Linked DNA regions of Mus musculus: all the other regions are linked to region 1. The links are chromatin contacts, called in public HiChIP or PLAC-seq and promoter capture Hi-C maps. All regions are on one chromosome and are shown on one strand. Each heading gives the region's core, a stretch centred on a gene start, on an enhancer-like site or on the middle of the called end of the contact. The rest is flanking DNA. Distances are from core to core; before and after follow the strand shown.

Region 1 (2,547 bases), core at 22-2,521:
TGCGGTCCCGAGTGACTGCTTGTGTTCTAGCCATGGTGAAGAGAAGGGTTCACCTGGGGCCTCAGCCAGAGCCTTCATGGCCCCCTGAGGATGCACTGTCTCCTGCAAGCTTGTTCGGAGCCTTGAGCAGGGTGAGCTACCTGATAAGGTTCTCCTGATGTTGTCACAGGGCCCCCTACCGATGGGAGAAGTGTCTGGGGTGACTCTTGGGATGCTTTCTCCCTTAGACAGTTTTTTCTCTTGCCGCTTATAAAGACTGGGATGTGGGTCCAGAGACTGGAGTATAAGCAGCCAGCTTGGAGCATGAAGTGGGTCGGTGCATCATTGTCCTGACCCTGCCAGTTCCAAGGACCTAGTTGGAGAGGCTGGTGGGCTTGTCTGAGGGAACATCCCCTCACCAAGGTAATGCAAGCCAGGCAGGAGGTAGGAATTGAAGCCTCCCAGAACCGACTTGGCAGGTAGGCCAGAAGGGCGGGGCCAGAACCACAAATGTGAACTTTCTTTAGATGTCTGGTCCCTGAGGGCTCCTCAGCTGTGGCAAAGAGGAAGTAGGATAGGCTGGGGCAGAAGCCAGCAAAAGACACAGTGGAAAATCCTGGGGACTTCTACAAGAGCAGGTGCCACCCACGCACCAGCCAAGCAGAGGCTGAGACACCCTGAGAAAGGAAAGGGACATAGGCATGAGGACCCCATGTGAGCGCTGTGTCCCTTTCTCAAGGGGGAATTTACTGCTTTGCCATTGATGCATAGGACCTGCCTCATGCTTCAAGGTGGCCACTTACACTCCAGCCATCACATTCCAGCCTCTGGAAAGGGAAAAGAAAAGGAAGGTGCCTACATGTAAGGAAGCAGGCTACATGGGGATGGGTGTGTGTGTGTGTGTGTGTGTGTGTGTGTGTGTGGTGTCCCTCCATACTGATAACCTACTCCTTGCTCATTCATTTGTTCAGTCAGCAACCCATTCCTTTGGCTTTCAGAGATAGGACTTCATGTAGCCCAGGCTGGCCTCCATGGCCTAAACTCCCCATCCCCCTGCCTCTGCTTTCTGAGTGCTGGGATGGCAGAGATGTGCCCCACCCATCCATCTGTGCCAGGGCGTTGTTTTTTTTCTCACACTCCCTGGGTCTCCCCTGGGGCTGTCCCCACTACCCCTGACAGAAACCACCAGTCTTGGTCCAGCCTGTCCCTTGAGGCCAGGAGGAGGCAGGTGCAGACAGGAGGGGTGGAGAGTGGTACCAGATGGCCATATGTACCCTCCTGGCACTTGGGCCACTCAGCTGCCATCCAGTATCCTGAGCAGAGGGACCCAGGACAGCTCTGTATGGTGGCAGGATGGGGGCACAGCCTTCCTGCCCCCTGGGTAGACGGCAGCGGCAGCAGCTTCAGGGTAAGCAGACAGGTCAGGGTCAAGTCATGCTGCCATTGCATGCGAGGCCAATGCTGGCATGTGCTCCTGGTGCCAATACAGGGTTCATTATTTTAACTGTCTCTGGTCTTGTCAGGGGTGGGCTTGTGTTGGAAGATTTCAGATTTTTTTGTTCAGTTTTTCGAGACAGGGTTTTTCTGCGTAGCCATGGCTGTCCTGGAGCTCACTCTGTAGACCAGGCTGGCCTCGAACTCAGAGAGATCAAAGGCACACTCCATCCTGCCTGGCTCTGGAGGGCTCCAGATTTAAATGAAATCCAAGTAGCTGGATACAGTGTTACACACCTGCCATCCGAGCACTTGGGAGGCACAGGCAGGCAGATCTCTGGGAGTTTGAGGCCAGACTGGCCTAAAGAGTGAGTTCCAAGACAGCCTGGGCTATATGCAACTCTGTCTCAAGACAAAACAAAGTGAAATGTGAAGTTTTTGATTTGTTAGTGGAAGCTAGGGCCCCACTGAGGTTGGGGGTAAGGGCACGGTCAGGTGGTCTCTGAGGCTGGGAAGTCTGTCTGCATGGACACTGGGACTTGACTAAGGCTTAGCCAAGGCCAGGCTGAGCTTCAGCTCCCTGTCCTGTCCCACACCTTGACCTGGGAGAGTGTCTAGACCAGCAGGACTTGGTGGATGTCCCCAAGGGAGGTGGCTAGACCAGGCTGGAGGAGGGTGTGTGGTTACAGTGAGTATGAGAACAGCATTTGGGGAGGGGAACAGCCCATGCAAAACCCTGCATGTGCTGCTGAGTAATCTCTCCAAGTCCCAGGATTGACCACCACTTGTATTTGCTGTGTGCCACTGGGTGAATAAATTGCCCTCTCTGGGCCTCATTCTCCTGAGATGCAGCAACATATTTGGTTTTTTGGTTTTGTTTTTTTGAGACAGGGTTTCTTTGTATAGCTCTGGCTGTCCTGAAACTCACTTTGTAGACCAGACTGGCCTCGAACTCAGAAATCCACCTGCCTCTGCCTCCCGAGTGCTGGGATTAAAGGTGTGCGCCACCACGCCCGGCTTGCAGCAACATATTTGGAAGAAAGGCTTTTGTGTGTGTACATGTGCTTGCCAGTGATTAACATCAGCTGTCCTAAGACTGCTTTCCACCTTATTCACTGAGGCATGGTCTATGCT
Region 2 (2,547 bases), core at 24-2,523, 900 kb before region 1:
GTGGGCGCGGGCCGTGCCTGCACATCTGCTGCGCAGCGAGCGCCACCTAGGTGCACGCTGTCGGCCCAGGTCCAGGTGGCACCAGGACGCAATCCTGGACTAGCCTATCAATTTAGCTGGTATATCCTTTAGGAAGAAGAGTGACTACATGGGAAGGGGCAGAAGGAAGTGCTTACAAGCTTGGGGCCTCCGGGATTCATCCATACAGAAAAGAGCTGGGCTTGCAGCCTGTGCTCACTAGATTTTATTCGCCTTTGTTGGTTTCAAAGGGTACCTCAGACCCAGAGCCTTCTCTGCAAGTCTATGTGGGAGCCTAGAATCATGTAGGTGCATTTAAATATCTCCCTGACACGCCCCCTTCTCGCAGCACCTGCTCTATTTTGAGGAAACAATATTCAGCGAAGTAAAGCAATTGTCTTGAGTCACATAGCATCTTTATTTTTGAGACAAGGATACTTCATGTAGTCTTGACTGTTCTGGAACTTTCTATGCAGACCAGCCAGAGCTCCCCCTGCCTCTGCTTCCTGAGTGCTGGGGTTAAAGGTATGTGCCATCACACCTGCCTGTTTCATCTCCGTTTTCAGTGCCCTGGGCTTAGAGCAGATTAATCAAGGTCGTCCAGCTCAGCCCAGTGGGAACATCTGACCCTAGGTCTCGTCTCCCCTCCCCTCCCCCATGTTATATATACAGTTTCCTGTCAGCCCTGGCCACTGCTGTTGAGACCCTGGGTCTTGAGGCTCTCAGGGTGTCACTGTGGGTGATAGGTCACATGGTAAGTCCCAGTGGGTGGCAGGTGTCCCTAGACAGCTGCTGAGTGCCTGCCTGCCCGCCCTGAATGGAACTCTTGTGGGTCCAGCTTGGTTCTGGCATCATCCTAACATTTGGGAGGCCGAGGCGGGAGACTCCTCAATCCTAGACCAGCCCAGGCTACACACCCTGTCTAGTAAGACTAAAGCTAGTAATGAAAAGGCTTGAACATAGGTTCCCTGGATGCTGGGATGACAATCTAGTTCATACAGTGTGAGGATGGAGCCCAGGGCTGAGTTTCCTGGGCAGGCACTCTCCTGAGCTTCGGGCACATAAGAGTTCCAGCTTGGGTACCATGGTGGAGTTTTGCAGCAGCTATGAAAGCTATACTCTTCCTTTGTGGGCCTCTATCTTATGTGCTCTGAAAAGGGGGTGTCCTGATCTTGGTTCCCCTCTTCCCTGTCCCTCTCAGGGCCAAGATGATTATTATTATTGTTGTTTTGTGGGTTTTTTTTTTTTTTTGAGACAGGGTTTTTCTCCTGTAGCCTTGGCTATCCTGGAACTCACTTTATAGACCAAGCTGACCTCAAACTCAGAAATCCTCCTGCCTCTGCCTCCCAAGTGCTGGGATCAAAGGTGTGTGCCACCACTGCCCAGCTGGGCCAAGATTATTGTACCCCTATTACACAGCAGTGGCCCAGAAACCTGTTCTACAGGCTGTGAACAGCATAGTAGAAATTTGAACTCTGACCTCTCCTTTGGCCCTTGAAATGTTGGGATACCATGTACACCAGTGTCTGCAGTGTTCTGCTTTTGTAGTGTTAGATGGAATCTGGATCTTTATAAAGATTTGTGTTGTTTGAGATGATGTCTTACTGTATAGCCCAGACTGGCCTCGAACTCAGTTTTTCCCACCTCTGGGACTAAAGGCATGTGCCACCACAGCGGCCCAATGAGGTTTTGTTGATGTTGGGAGTGTTTCCAGTCAGCTGATCAGAGCCAGGCTGGGCCCTGCAAGCCTGTGACTTAAGCACTTGCAATGTAGAGGCAGAAGGGCCATGAGTTTCAGTCCAGCCTGGGGTATATAAGGAGCCTATCTCAAAACACCAAGGACTCTTGACAGAGCACATCATGTGCCCAGGGGGCCTGGGCTCAGAGTTCTGTTCCCCAGCATTGAAAGGCTGGCTCTGCAATTCAAGTACATTTCTTTCCCTGAGTCTCATCTAGCACATGGGCTAAGACCACCATATCTAGGTGCCCAAAGAAACAAAAGGCTCACTAGAAGTGCTCACAACAGCTAAAGGACAGAGGAGAGAGGCAGGGAAAAGCCACAGGGTTGTATGTCTGCTCTTTGCATAGAGGCCTTGTTCTAGTAGCCCCTTGGCCAGGCGAAGTGGTTCTGGCTTGAGCCTGCTGTGCATAGGCCAAGGTGTGTGTCAGCCTTGGCTGGAGCATCTATGACTCACACTGGGTATGAGCCCAGCCTGGGGAGGTGGCCCAGAACATTGGCTTCACTCCATCTGCCCCCTCCTAGGGCTGTGGCTCACACTGCATGACCTTTTATTTTTTTCTACACAGGGTCTCCATATGCAGCCCAGGCTGGCCTGGAACTCACCAAAATCCATAAACTCTCGGTGCTTGACTGTTGCAGGCCATATGAAGCTTTGCACGTGTCTTTTCATGCCCTCCAGGAGATGTCTCCAGGACATCTTGGAGGCTCAGCAGCTATGTCAGGTGGTGACAGAACTCCCTCCAAACACAAGGCAAGAGGGGGGAAGGCTAGCTCTATGCTCAGAGCCC
Region 3 (2,547 bases), core at 18-2,517, 810 kb before region 1:
CAGGCCAAGATAGGAGGTGCCGCAGGCAGCAAAGGGCATAGGTTTTAGGGAGCTGAGCCCAGCCTGTCTGTTGCTGCAGGAGGCTCTGTTTTCCCCATCAGGACAACCAGAAGGTGCACAAAATCAACACACCCTGTGAAGCTGGCCTTGGGGGACCTATGCTCTAAGAGCCTGCCTACAGGAGGCCACGCCCCCAGAGTCAGCTAAGCCACAGGTGTGGACACAGTACAAACCAGCATTGAGCTGGGGGACCCACCAACTGTACCTGCTCTTCACACAGGGAAATCGGGGCTACCAGCTACCAAGAGGGTAAAGAATTGCCCCCTAGGCTGAAGTGTGGGTGCAGAAGCGGAACCCAAAGGGCCCTGCAAGACTTCCTGTCGCCCCCCCTCTGCACACGACACACACTGGCAGCCACATCCTCTCCCTGCCCTGCTGTCCCATGGTCCTGCACCGGTAGCCAATGAGACTGGTTGGTTCCTTTCCCTTATGCTTAGACAAGACCTTGAAAACAACCATATTGGACGCCTCAGAGAACCTGGATCATCTCACTTGAGCACACATTAAATGCCAACTGCTTACACTGTTCCTTGCTCTAAAAGGCCTGTAAGCCATGGTAGGCACCACACTATCTCAAGGCCCAGTCGAAGCTTTGGATCGAGCACTCAGGGTCCTTGCATCTCAGACTTTTCCCAACTATGCTAACCTAAATACAGAGAAACACAAGCACAGAGAGGTTGAAGAACTACCTGGAGTCACACCGCACGGTAAAAGCTATCTTACAATTAGAACCTGGGTCGACAGTTGAGGCACCATCTCTCTTGGCCTCTGTGCCTTGCAAAGGAGGACCTGGGCCGAGGAGAAGCATGCCTTCTTGGCTGTAGACCTGCCACCCACTCGTCAGTCTGGGCCATGAGTATTTGCATCTGCGCCAACATTTCCGCTGAGTGTCCAGAACAGACTGCTTCATTCTTCCCAAATTCATCGCTTTGCAAGGCCCGAGTCCCAAGTTCAAATACCGGCGTCCACAGCTAGACCCTGCGCCCCAAGCCGTCCCTACCTTTTGGAACGCTGTAGCAGCGCACCCTTGGCCAGGCGGCTGCGGTGCCCCGGGGCCGCGACCGCGGTCCAGTAGCTGGGGTCGGACATGCTGCCGCCCTCCGTCTGCCCGGGCCTCGGCCAGATCGGCCGGATTCGGCCTGAGCCCCGTAGAGCGGCCCAGTGGCCGCGGGCAACAAGGAGCGCGCGCGGTAGCAAGGAGGAAGCCCGGCTGGGAGCCCCGCCCAGTCACGGGGCGGAGCCTGAGGGGGCGTGGCGTCGTGATGGAGGAGGAAGGGGGGCGAGGCGTTGCTACAGTGCTAGGCGGGGCGTTGCTAGGGTCCCCAACTAAGGAGCTTTTGTTGCTACAGCTCTGCCGGAAGCGCTGGGATGGAGCGCAGTTAGAACCCGCCTGTCGGTGCCCAGCATTGCCAGGGCCTTGAGGGACAGCGCGGGGCGTTGCTAGGGCCCCGAGCAGATCGGCGCGGCGTAGTGGACGTTGCTAGGGCTCTGGGACTAACGTGAGCGTTGCTAGGCCCCCTAGCAGCACAGGCAGGGGTTTGCTAGGGTTCTGAGCATAGGGGGCGGGGTTACCTGGCCGTTGCTAGGGCTCTAGGTAGCAAGGGCGGGGCGTTGCTATGGACCTCAGCAACACAGGCAGGTTGTTGCTAGAGCTCTAAGCACCAGGAGAGGCACCCTGACAGGAGAGCGAGGCGTTGCTATGGACCTCAGCAGCCCAGGCAGGGCTTTGCTATGGTTCTGAGCATTGGGGGGGCGGGGCTACCTGGCCGTTGCTAGGGCACTGCGCGGTGAGGGCGGGGCGTCGCTAGGGCCACAACAAGCAGGTGGGGCGTTGCTAGGGCCTGGACGGCGGAGTAGAGCTTTGGCGGTGCTAGTAGTGCAGGCTGTGACGGGTCTGCCCTCTGACTTGGAGGTGTTAGCCCTGCCTGGCTCTTCCCCTTTCCTTCCCATCTGTATGATGTCTGCGATGAACGCAGTGTGCATGGCCACGAAAGCCATTACCAAAGGCGATAAGTCATATATACTACAAACCAAAGGAATATGTCCTTTTCCCCCAGGTCCTAGGTAGCCAGTGGTCATTCTGACAGCACCCGACTCCCTGGACTTTTAGACACCGGATCAGAGCCTTGCTCGGATTTGAAGCTCAGATCCTATATTTGGTGCAAGAAGATAGCTGGGGAAACTGAGGCACATGCACCCAGGTTTTCCCCAACTCATCCTTGTCAAGTCACTCTGAGACTCTGCCACGTCTCCTCCAGGCTCTTTGCCACGTCAGGCGTTTCCCATGCTGCTGGCTGCAGCACAAACCCATATCCAGTCATTTATTCACTTGATAAACATTTATTGAACACTTACAGTTTACCTGCCTCTGGGACATCTAGGGGTGACTTCAAGGTAGTCCTTGATCTCAGATAAGGAGACAGATGAAGAATGTCAAAGAGTAACTTCAAAGAAAGAGGGATATAGCTGTGCTGGCAGAATGCTTGC
Region 4 (2,547 bases), core at 21-2,520, 760 kb after region 1:
TCTACTGACCACAAGCGTGAGCTACTATACTGAGCTCACTACAGGGGTGATGTGTCAATCATTTATATACCTAGAGACCTGGCCTGAGTCCTTTAGGTGATCAAAGAGTGGACCTTCAGCCAAGTGAGGGCCTGGGAGTTGTTCCCACCCACTTACTACCACAGAGGCCCGGTAGGAAGGCCCAGTCTTTCTGGGCTTACATCCTGCAGGTCCCCCAGAACCTCCACTGTCCAGATTGTGACCCACCTCTGGTGAGGCATTTACTCGTTAATGAATATCAGGCCACAGGACACCCACTGGATCCACCTTGCTGAGTGCAAAAGGGTGGGTGTGCTGAGGTAGGCACTATTTCTATTTTCAAACTGTTCTGCCAAATCTTCCCTCAACAACAGCCGGCCTCAGGCTGCTGAAACCAGCTGGATTAGCATGGGTTCCTCCACCGCCTGGGAAGGCAAACCCATACAGTATATGGGTGCCTCCCTCCCTCAGCCAGCATAGATCTACAGCAGCCACTGGTTATCCCGAGCCCTGGGACAGACCCTCCAGGGTGCCATAGCAACAGCAGAGCAGTGAGTGCCCTGAGTGTGTGGGGGCTGGGGGCTGCTTCAATGCCTTCCGGCCATCCTGGCTGCTAGCGAACACCAGAACCTTCCTGAAATGGAACAAGTACATTCCTTTCTATACTCTCCAGTGTACCCAGCGCATTATCTCTTTGCCACCATCGTGGGAACGGAATTAAAGTAGTTATATTCAGGGCAGAGGTGCTAACCACAGGCTCAGACAGTGATGCCATTTGACAATACGAAGTAACAAGGGGCTTGGGCATAGACAGGACAGCCAGCAGCACCAGGGCCCTGACCCGCAGGTTCCATCCTCTTCCTGGGATCTCACAGAAAGGCTGAAAGTTCACAGGATTGGGCTGCTTACAATCCTAAATATTCCCTGTGCCTGTACCCTGCTGACCCTGTGAGAAAGCCTTGGCCATTCTGCATAGATAGCATGTGGGTGGGGGAGGACTTTTCTGCTCGAGGAGAATGACTTTTTGCGGAGGAATTCAATACACAGGCTAGACCATTCTTATGTAGCTTGGGAATGGGCTGCTCACTAACACAAGCACTCTCAGTGGTGCTGTGGGAAAGGGAAAAAAAAAGCTGCCAAAATCTTCCTCCTGTAGGACATCTGGCCTTGCAGATGGGGTGGAGAGGTCATGAGTAGTTATAAAGATGATCATTAACTTAGGGAGAGGTTAAAGGTGACTGGCTGGTGAGTGGGTGTCACTGGGGCAGCGGGTAGGCTCTGCTGGGAGCCGCAGGGCAGCGCTGGCAGGAAGTGGCAGGGTGGGGCCCGCCAGGATCCCGCTATCTCAGGCAACCCAATCACTGACGCCCACACAGCCGTTTCCTGAGCTTAAAAAAATCTGTTTCTCTCTTTGCAAATCAACAACTTTTACCTAGAAACTTCAGCGGTGAGTTCTGACTGATCTCCATCTCCGTCCGTTGAAGAAAATACACCACTGTTTACCTGAGGGAGGCGTGTGCTCACTCCAACTGGCGTGTTTCAGGGCTGTTTTGCATGTGTCTGAAAGCAATCAACTGCTTCAGTCCCAGACACCTGCAGGTTATTTAATACATTGATGGACCTTTCTAGAAAAGATCTCCAGGCAGGAGAATGTAGAGCTTTCAAGACATCCAATTTCTGTGCACATCCCAGCAGCCTAAGGCTCACACTCTGAAGCTTCAAGGAGAAAACTATACCCTTAGCATCAAGCTGCTAGCCACCTCAGCTGCTACCAGCAGCAGTGACTGTCCAGATGCTTAGGGAGACTATTCGACAGACCAAACTGATCTCTGTGAGAGCAGAGACTGAACTCCAAGATAGAACACAACAGCAGAGTAGTGTATAACCCCAGGCCCACACTGACACTCATCCTGGGTAATGATTCTCAGGGGACCCAGGGCTGGCTTTAAATTTGACACCTTAAACATCAACACTTTTCAACAGAAGACATTTTTCTGAATTGTCACCTCATCTGGGTCAGGCCCAGGTGACACAGGTGGCTGTGGGGGGTGAACACATAATACAATACAGATCCCACACAACACCACCATGCCAAGTGCTTTACTGACATCTTGGACTCAGGGCTGCCCAGGGACATCTGCCTGGGGCCTTCACATTCCCCAAAGCAGCCTGACTGAACAACCCCTTAGAGTTGGATAGGTAGCCCAGAGCCCACTAGCTCCTTCAGGTTAGAAAAGCCCAGGTAGGAAGGTGGTGGCCTAAGAGCTCTCTCACATGCAGGGCAGCAGGACTGCAGAGAAGCCACTGTCTCTCCTGACTCCTGAGCCAGGTAAAGCATGTCTTGGGAAGCACTGTGGCATGCTTTCTCCATCAGAAGGCCGACCATCCCTGGAGGTCCTTGGGCAGGCACCCTCACCTCATCTATCTCCTCCTAGCCATGCTGGGACCAGCCCACTGCAGAGTTCCACATCTGTCTGACATCCCAAGGGACTGAGCAATGGGGTGTGACCAGCTAAAGGTATTTATTGC
Region 5 (2,547 bases), core at 16-2,515, 730 kb before region 1:
CTCAGACAAGCTGGACTCAGCCTGGTTCTGTCACTTGGGCGCATTAAAGGGCAGGGCGCGCTGGTTCATCGGGTTGTCAGGGGAGCGCAACCACTCCTTCTTCAGCAGCTGCTTCAGTTGCGACAGCCGCATGTTGGGGTTCTCCTGCTTCAACCGTGGCAGTTGCACCTCCTCAAACGCGGTGAAGGCCGCTCGCATCCGGCGCTCAGGATGCCGGTCAGCTTCCTCAGCCACACTGCAAGTCAAGGAGTCAGGACCCAGACCTAAGTCCCGCCCCAACAAACTCTCCTCTTCAGGGCCCCGCCCACACAGCCCGCCCCGCCCACCTGAGCACTGCGATGGCGTCCTCCACAGTGCGCGCCTCCACGCTGCCCTCTTCCTGCAGGCGCCGGTTAAGGTTCTCTTCCAGTGGCAGCTCTAGGTGGCTCTTAGCCTTTTCCACTGTGGGTGACAGGGACAGAATATGAGAACGAGGCGTTGGCGCGAAGCCCTCGGGGGATTTGCCCCAGGCCACATGCACACCTGGCTCTGCCCGCTGCTCTCTCCGCAGCGAGTCCTCGATCTGTGCACGTGTGACCTTGGCGGGCGCCACACGTGGGGCCTTGCCGCCTTTGAGCCGTGAGTCTTCCTCCTCCAGCAGGCGCTGCGTCTCCTTCTTGCGCTCCAGCTGCTCCAGGCGTCGCTTCTCCTTCTCCTCCTGCAGGGGCAACAGGGGAAGGCTATGTAGACAGAAGCTGCCTGGGTGCCCAGGGTGGAACCCAAGAGGGCGCTGCTCCCTCCTTCCCTATCCCCCCAGGGCACCCTTGTACAAAAGGACCTGGGCAGCTAAAGTGCTTCACAAGGGTATTTCCATGTGCCTTTACCCCAAAGGCAGAGAGGAATGCCTATCTGGGGTCAAAATCAAAGGTGTTTGAAGGCAGCATCTTCCGGAGGCTCCTTTGCCTCAGCGCTATCTCGCTACATGGCTTTTGAATAGCACCCTGCCCTGTGGAATTCCTCCACTAGCTCTGAACATCCCACTCCCACTCTGTCTTCTGGGGACAGAGGGTCTGGGCAGGGTCGTGCACCAGGACAGCTCATCCCAAAAGAAGGTCATCAGTACTGAGAAAGACACACAGAATTCTGATCATGGTGCGAACCTGGAGTACCACCAAGCTGCAGGGGGAGCTGAGGCAGGTGGAGAGGCTGAGCCCGGGTGTTCCAGGCCAGCCTGGGTGATAGAAACAGAACAATGACCAACCCCCTGGATAGCAGGGCGAGGCCTGCTGTGGAGACAGGGTCTCTGTTGCCACCTAGTGGGCAGACACGTCAGCACCAAGCCCGAACCACTCCAGTACCAAGTAGGCACCTGGGGCTGGCTCAAGACAGGCCTCGGTCAGGAATGTCACAATAAGGTTGGAGACAAACACAGACCCACTTCAGCTAGCTTCTGAGTATGCATCCCTCCATGGCTACCTCGAGCCACCTTTCAACACCGAAGCCCATGCCGCCCACCTTGCGTTGCTCCTTCCGCATCACGTGTTTGTCCTCATCCTTCCAGTAAGCATCTTCCAGCTCCTTCTGTTTCTTGGCATCAGCGGCCGCCTTGGCTTCAGCCCTCCGTGCTCGGGCAGCTGCCGACTTGCTGTTCTCGCCCTGGAACTTCTTGGGCATCCCTCAGCAGGCTGCAGGAAGGACACCGTGGAGGGGCTGGACTGTGACTAGGACCCACCCATCTCCAAGACTTTACAGACTGCTTGCAAAAGCGATTTTTTAAAAAACAGGGTCTCATTATGTAGAGCAGGCTGGCCTGACATGATCCTGTCTGACCCTTGGACGCTATTAGGATAGCAAGGAGCAGCGAGTCCCTCAAGTCAGCATTTCCTCTCATTTTATTAACATATATAACAACTCTGTACCCACAAAACGTAGGCAGGGCCTCCACAGGGCGGAGGGAGCTCCACCTGAACCTCCACACTGGAGGACAGGGGCTCTAGCCCTGAGCCATGTCCTCACCCCTCCCTGGTGATTCTAGGAAGGGGCTCTACTGTTGTGTTTCTTCTGAGGCTTTTGAACAATTTTTTAAAAAAGATTTATTGCTGGGCGGTGGTGGCACACGCCTTTAATCCCAGCATTGGGAGGCAGAGGCAGGCGGGTTTCTGAGTTCAAGACCAGCCTGGTCTACAGAGTAAGTTCCAGGATAGCCAGGGTGTCTTGAAAAAATAATTAATTTTAAAAGATTTATTTATTTTATGTATGTGAGTACACTGTCGCTCTTCTCAGACACACCAGAAGAGGGCACCGGGTGCCATTGCAGATGGTTGTGAGCCACCATGTGGTTGATGGGAACTGAACTCAGGACCTTGTGCTCTTAACCACTGAGCCATCTCTCCAGCCTACTGAAATAATTTTTTTAAAACTATAATTACAACGTTGTGCAAAGACCAACACTGCGTACTCCAGAAGACTCCAATCCTATCAGCTGTCACTTCCGTTCCTTGCTCCAGCTCCTGAGCTACTTCCCCTCTGCCTGTCCCTGGAGGTATTTCCGGTTAACAGACTATTCAC
Region 6 (2,547 bases), core at 29-2,528, 700 kb before region 1:
ATAGGCAGAATGAGGGCAGAGCTATAGGCGTGGTCCTTGTATGTCCCAGAGAAGCTTAGCTCAAGCTGGAAGGGGGCGGGGCCAGGTAGGATGAGGGGTGTGGCGTGAGGTCAGGTTGGAGCGGGCTATGATAATTGCTCGTGTGGGCGTGGCAGGGCGGGCAGCTCGCTCACCGTGGCCACCAAGTACTGCAGCGTCCCGCAGAGCCGGACCGCTCGGCTGAAGCGCAGTTCTAGGTACTGCAGAGGGAGCCAAGGGCTGGAGGTTACCGGGCAAGTGACCCCTCAGCCATCCTCACTGTTTCTACTCTGTTCCGGAGTGCCCAACTGAGCTTACAGAGTCTCTGTGTAGGTTAAGCCGGCTTGGAACTCGCAGCAATCCTCCTGCCAAAGCTTCTCTAGTACTGAGATATCACACATGGGACTTCATATTGTCGCTACACTTGTTGGACCGTTGTTTCAGGGTGCCTAGTTGCGCCCTCAGATTTGAAACTGGGGTATCCCTAGGGAGTCCAAACTGGCCTGGTACTCATGGCAATCCTCCTGCCTCAATCTCCCTAGTGCTGAAACTGCAAGTGGATGCTATTCCGTTTTCACTACAGTTGTTGAGCGTTTGGGAAATCCTACACCTCACTGCAGGCGTTTGAACTCTGTCGGGCGCCGGTGGGTGGCTGGTACGGGCACTCGCAGGGACAGGTGTCAGCGGGAGGCCACTGCCCCGAGGCTGCTGCGAGCTGTGGGGCCCGGACTGGCTCTTCCTCCTTCCTGGCCCTGCCCGGTGCCCGCGGCATCTTCCCGGAACCTTCCCATGGGACCAAGTCCCCTACCTGGTAGGTGCTGGTAAGGCCCAGGCGGTAGAAGATCGGCAAGAAGAGCAAGGCTGTGAGCAGCGAATTGAGCAACTGGCCCACGCACATCCACAGAAACTTGAGACCGTAGCGCGCTGCCTCCGCGGGGACCCCGAGCACCTGCACAGCCGACATGAAGCTAGCGGCCAGCGACAGCCCCACAGGCACTGCCGCCAGCTGCCGGCCCCCGGTGAAGAAGTCGTCGGCGCTGCGCTGGCCGCCGCGGGCCAGGCCGACCCACAGACCGATGCCCGTGGACACCAGCAGCATGGTCGCGAACACGCCGTAGTCCCAGGGGCCGAAGGTGGCCCGGGCCCCTGCCTCCGCGCCCTCCATGGAGACAGGTAACTCGGAACGGAGAGGATGCGGAGGACGTCGGGGACTCTCAGAGCGAGCGTCGTCGCAGCGCGAGTTCCTGCTGGGCCGTCGACCCACAAGCTTTTCGCGCGGCGGATTTATTGGGCTCCGGGGTCAGCGCGGCCCCGCCCCCAGCCTGGGAGGCGGGCGCGACCCGCACCCTTTCCGTCCTGGGGCGAGCGGGCCTTCAGGGGTGCGGGCAACGGGGTTGGGGGGACACTAGCGTCTCCTGACACTTTCTCCCACATCTAGGGCTTGTTCCGTGTAGAGTTGTGAACAGACAGGAAGGGCCTTGGACGGCTCAGACCTCCGCTCCCCTCTGTTCACACAGCCTGCGGGAGTTAGGAACCAGAGCTACGAGGAACCCAGGACTGGGGTTCACTTTCGGGGACTTCCGGGCCCCATAAGGAAAAACGAGACTCGAGCCTTCCCCCCAGAGAGCATCTGCCTTTCTCCGCAGCGTGGGAGAAGGAACTGTCCACCCTTGCTAACCCGGTGGGAGGCACTCAGGTTCTCTTTGGAGAATTTCTTCCTTCTGTTTAGGACTCAGTTTCCCTACCTGCACAGGGCAGTCTGGACCTATGGTTGTATGTGTGTGTATGTGTGTGTGTGTGTGTGTGTGTGTGTATGCGTGTACGCACGCGTTTGAGGCTGAGTCTCATGTAGCTCAGGCTGGTATGGAGTCCTGACCAAGGCCCACCCTACCGGCAGGAACACAAGTGTGCACTACACCTGACCTGGCTGTCCTCCCCTTTCCTGTTCTCTTCCTTTCTTTCCCACAGGCTGACCACAAAGGTGTGTCAATCCTGCCATGGCTTCCCTAGTGCTGGGATGACAAGTGAGGGTTCATTGGATACCCATTTCTCCCTTCTTGTCGCAGGTACTTTGGCATACCTGGGTCCAGAACAGAAGTTTGCTGATAGTGGCTTTCAAGGGACCCAGGGCTTGGGATGATGCAGAACTGTCACCGGGACCCTTTTCTGGAGAACTGGCCGTTTCTGGGGTGTTCAGGGTTGATTCCCTATTGAGCCACGTCTGTACTTCCCGGGTGGTCTGATAAGTAAAACTAAGGCACACGCCCCCTGGTGGCCTCATATGCTGTATACTGGCTGGACTGCCTGCCTGGAGGTGCTGGTTAGGAGGGAGGCCTGGCTAGGGCAGTCTCCTAAACCTAGGTGGCAGGCGGGCTTGAGGGCATTACTGATGAGGTTGAAAGGGCTTTTCTCTTCTTATTAGACTTTATTTTATATTTACATGTGGGTACACTGTAGCTGGCTTCAGACACACCAGAAGGCGGCACTGGATTCCATTACAGATGGTTGTGAGCCACATTGTGGTTGCTG

Evidence for each region. Promoter capture Hi-C pulls out the DNA fragments that hold promoters and counts their contacts. HiChIP or PLAC-seq counts read pairs in DNA pulled down with a chosen protein or histone mark.
Region 2: a promoter capture Hi-C map of pre-B cells shows a contact between it and region 1, with 5 times the contacts expected there. The contact joins the promoter of Iqcn here to the promoter of Niban3 in region 1. A contact is called at or near these places in 3 of 39 promoter capture datasets (cranial neural crest, hippocampal neurons and pre-B cells), 1 of 484 Hi-C or Micro-C datasets (B cells) and 4 of 115 datasets of contacts at active chromatin or transcription factors (bone marrow-derived macrophages, forebrain, large pre-B cells and 1 more).
Region 3: an H3K4me3 HiChIP or PLAC-seq map of forebrain shows a contact between it and region 1, with 5 times the contacts expected there. The contact joins the promoter of Mast3 here to the promoter of Niban3 in region 1. A contact is called at or near these places in 7 of 39 promoter capture datasets (the C10 cell line, cranial neural crest, embryonic stem cells and 4 more), 7 of 115 datasets of contacts at active chromatin or transcription factors (astrocytes, bone marrow-derived macrophages, double positive thymocytes and 4 more) and 1 of 9 other capture datasets (embryonic stem cells).
Region 4: a contact with region 1 is called in a promoter capture Hi-C map of pre-B cells. The contact joins the enhancer-like site here to the promoter of Niban3 in region 1. A contact is called at or near these places in 4 of 39 promoter capture datasets (the 3T3-L1 cell line, cranial neural crest, liver and 1 more) and 2 of 115 datasets of contacts at active chromatin or transcription factors (large pre-B cells and pro-B cells).
Region 5: a contact with region 1 is called in an H3K4me3 HiChIP or PLAC-seq map of forebrain, with 3 times the contacts expected there. The contact joins the enhancer-like site here to the promoter of Niban3 in region 1. A contact is called at or near these places in 2 of 39 promoter capture datasets (cranial neural crest and second pharyngeal arch cranial neural crest), 1 of 484 Hi-C or Micro-C datasets (B cells) and 5 of 115 datasets of contacts at active chromatin or transcription factors (astrocytes, bone marrow-derived macrophages, embryonic forebrain and 2 more).
Region 6: a promoter capture Hi-C map of liver shows a contact between it and region 1, with 3 times the contacts expected there. The contact joins the promoter of Slc5a5 here to the promoter of Niban3 in region 1. A contact is called at or near these places in 12 of 39 promoter capture datasets (the 3T3-L1 cell line, 3T3-L1-derived adipocytes, cranial neural crest and 8 more), 1 of 484 Hi-C or Micro-C datasets (liver), 6 of 115 datasets of contacts at active chromatin or transcription factors (astrocytes, bone marrow-derived macrophages, embryonic forebrain and 2 more) and 3 of 9 other capture datasets (adipose tissue, embryonic stem cells and liver).

Annotation. Positions count from the first base shown.
Region 1 is chr8:71,596,437-71,598,983 of GRCm38.p6, forward strand. It overlaps Niban3 (niban apoptosis regulator 3), which reads left to right and starts at 1,272. Exons shown (of 15, transcript NM_001384129.1): 1 at 1,272-1,387. The coding sequence starts at 1,333.
Region 2 is chr8:70,700,752-70,703,298 of GRCm38.p6, forward strand. Iqcn (IQ motif containing N) reads left to right here and starts at 1,274. Exons shown (of 4, transcript NM_001370847.1): 1 at 1,274-2,547.
Region 3 is chr8:70,791,166-70,793,712 of GRCm38.p6, forward strand. It overlaps Mast3 (microtubule associated serine/threonine kinase 3), which reads right to left and starts at 1,268. Exons shown (of 26, transcript NM_199308.2): 1 at 1,061-1,268. The coding sequence starts at 1,149.
Region 4 is chr8:72,353,136-72,355,682 of GRCm38.p6, forward strand. The region is part of intron 22 of Eps15l1 (epidermal growth factor receptor pathway substrate 15-like 1); the gene reads right to left. Among named protein-coding and RNA genes, the nearest start is that of Klf2, 35 kb to the left of the region's middle. Within about 2 kb of position 1,271, at least 99 of the 459 cell types and tissues checked have an H3K27ac peak or open chromatin away from gene starts, as enhancers often do. A contact at or near this core is called in liver, where this site is marked.
Region 5 is chr8:70,868,411-70,870,957 of GRCm38.p6, forward strand. Ccdc124 (coiled-coil domain containing 124) reads right to left here. Exons shown (of 5, transcript NM_026964.3): 2 at 1,495-1,664; 3 at 523-697; 4 at 327-441; 5 at 1-235. The coding sequence starts at 1,653. The coding sequence ends at 31. Among named protein-coding and RNA genes, the nearest start is that of Ccdc124, 3.8 kb to the right of the region's middle. Within about 2 kb of position 1,266, at least 43 of the 459 cell types and tissues checked have an H3K27ac peak or open chromatin away from gene starts, as enhancers often do. A contact at or near this core is called in bone marrow-derived macrophages and forebrain, where this site is marked.
Region 6 is chr8:70,891,479-70,894,025 of GRCm38.p6, forward strand. It overlaps Slc5a5 (solute carrier family 5 (sodium iodide symporter), member 5), which reads right to left and starts at 1,279. Exons shown (of 15, transcript NM_053248.2): 1 at 827-1,279; 2 at 174-239. The coding sequence starts at 1,183.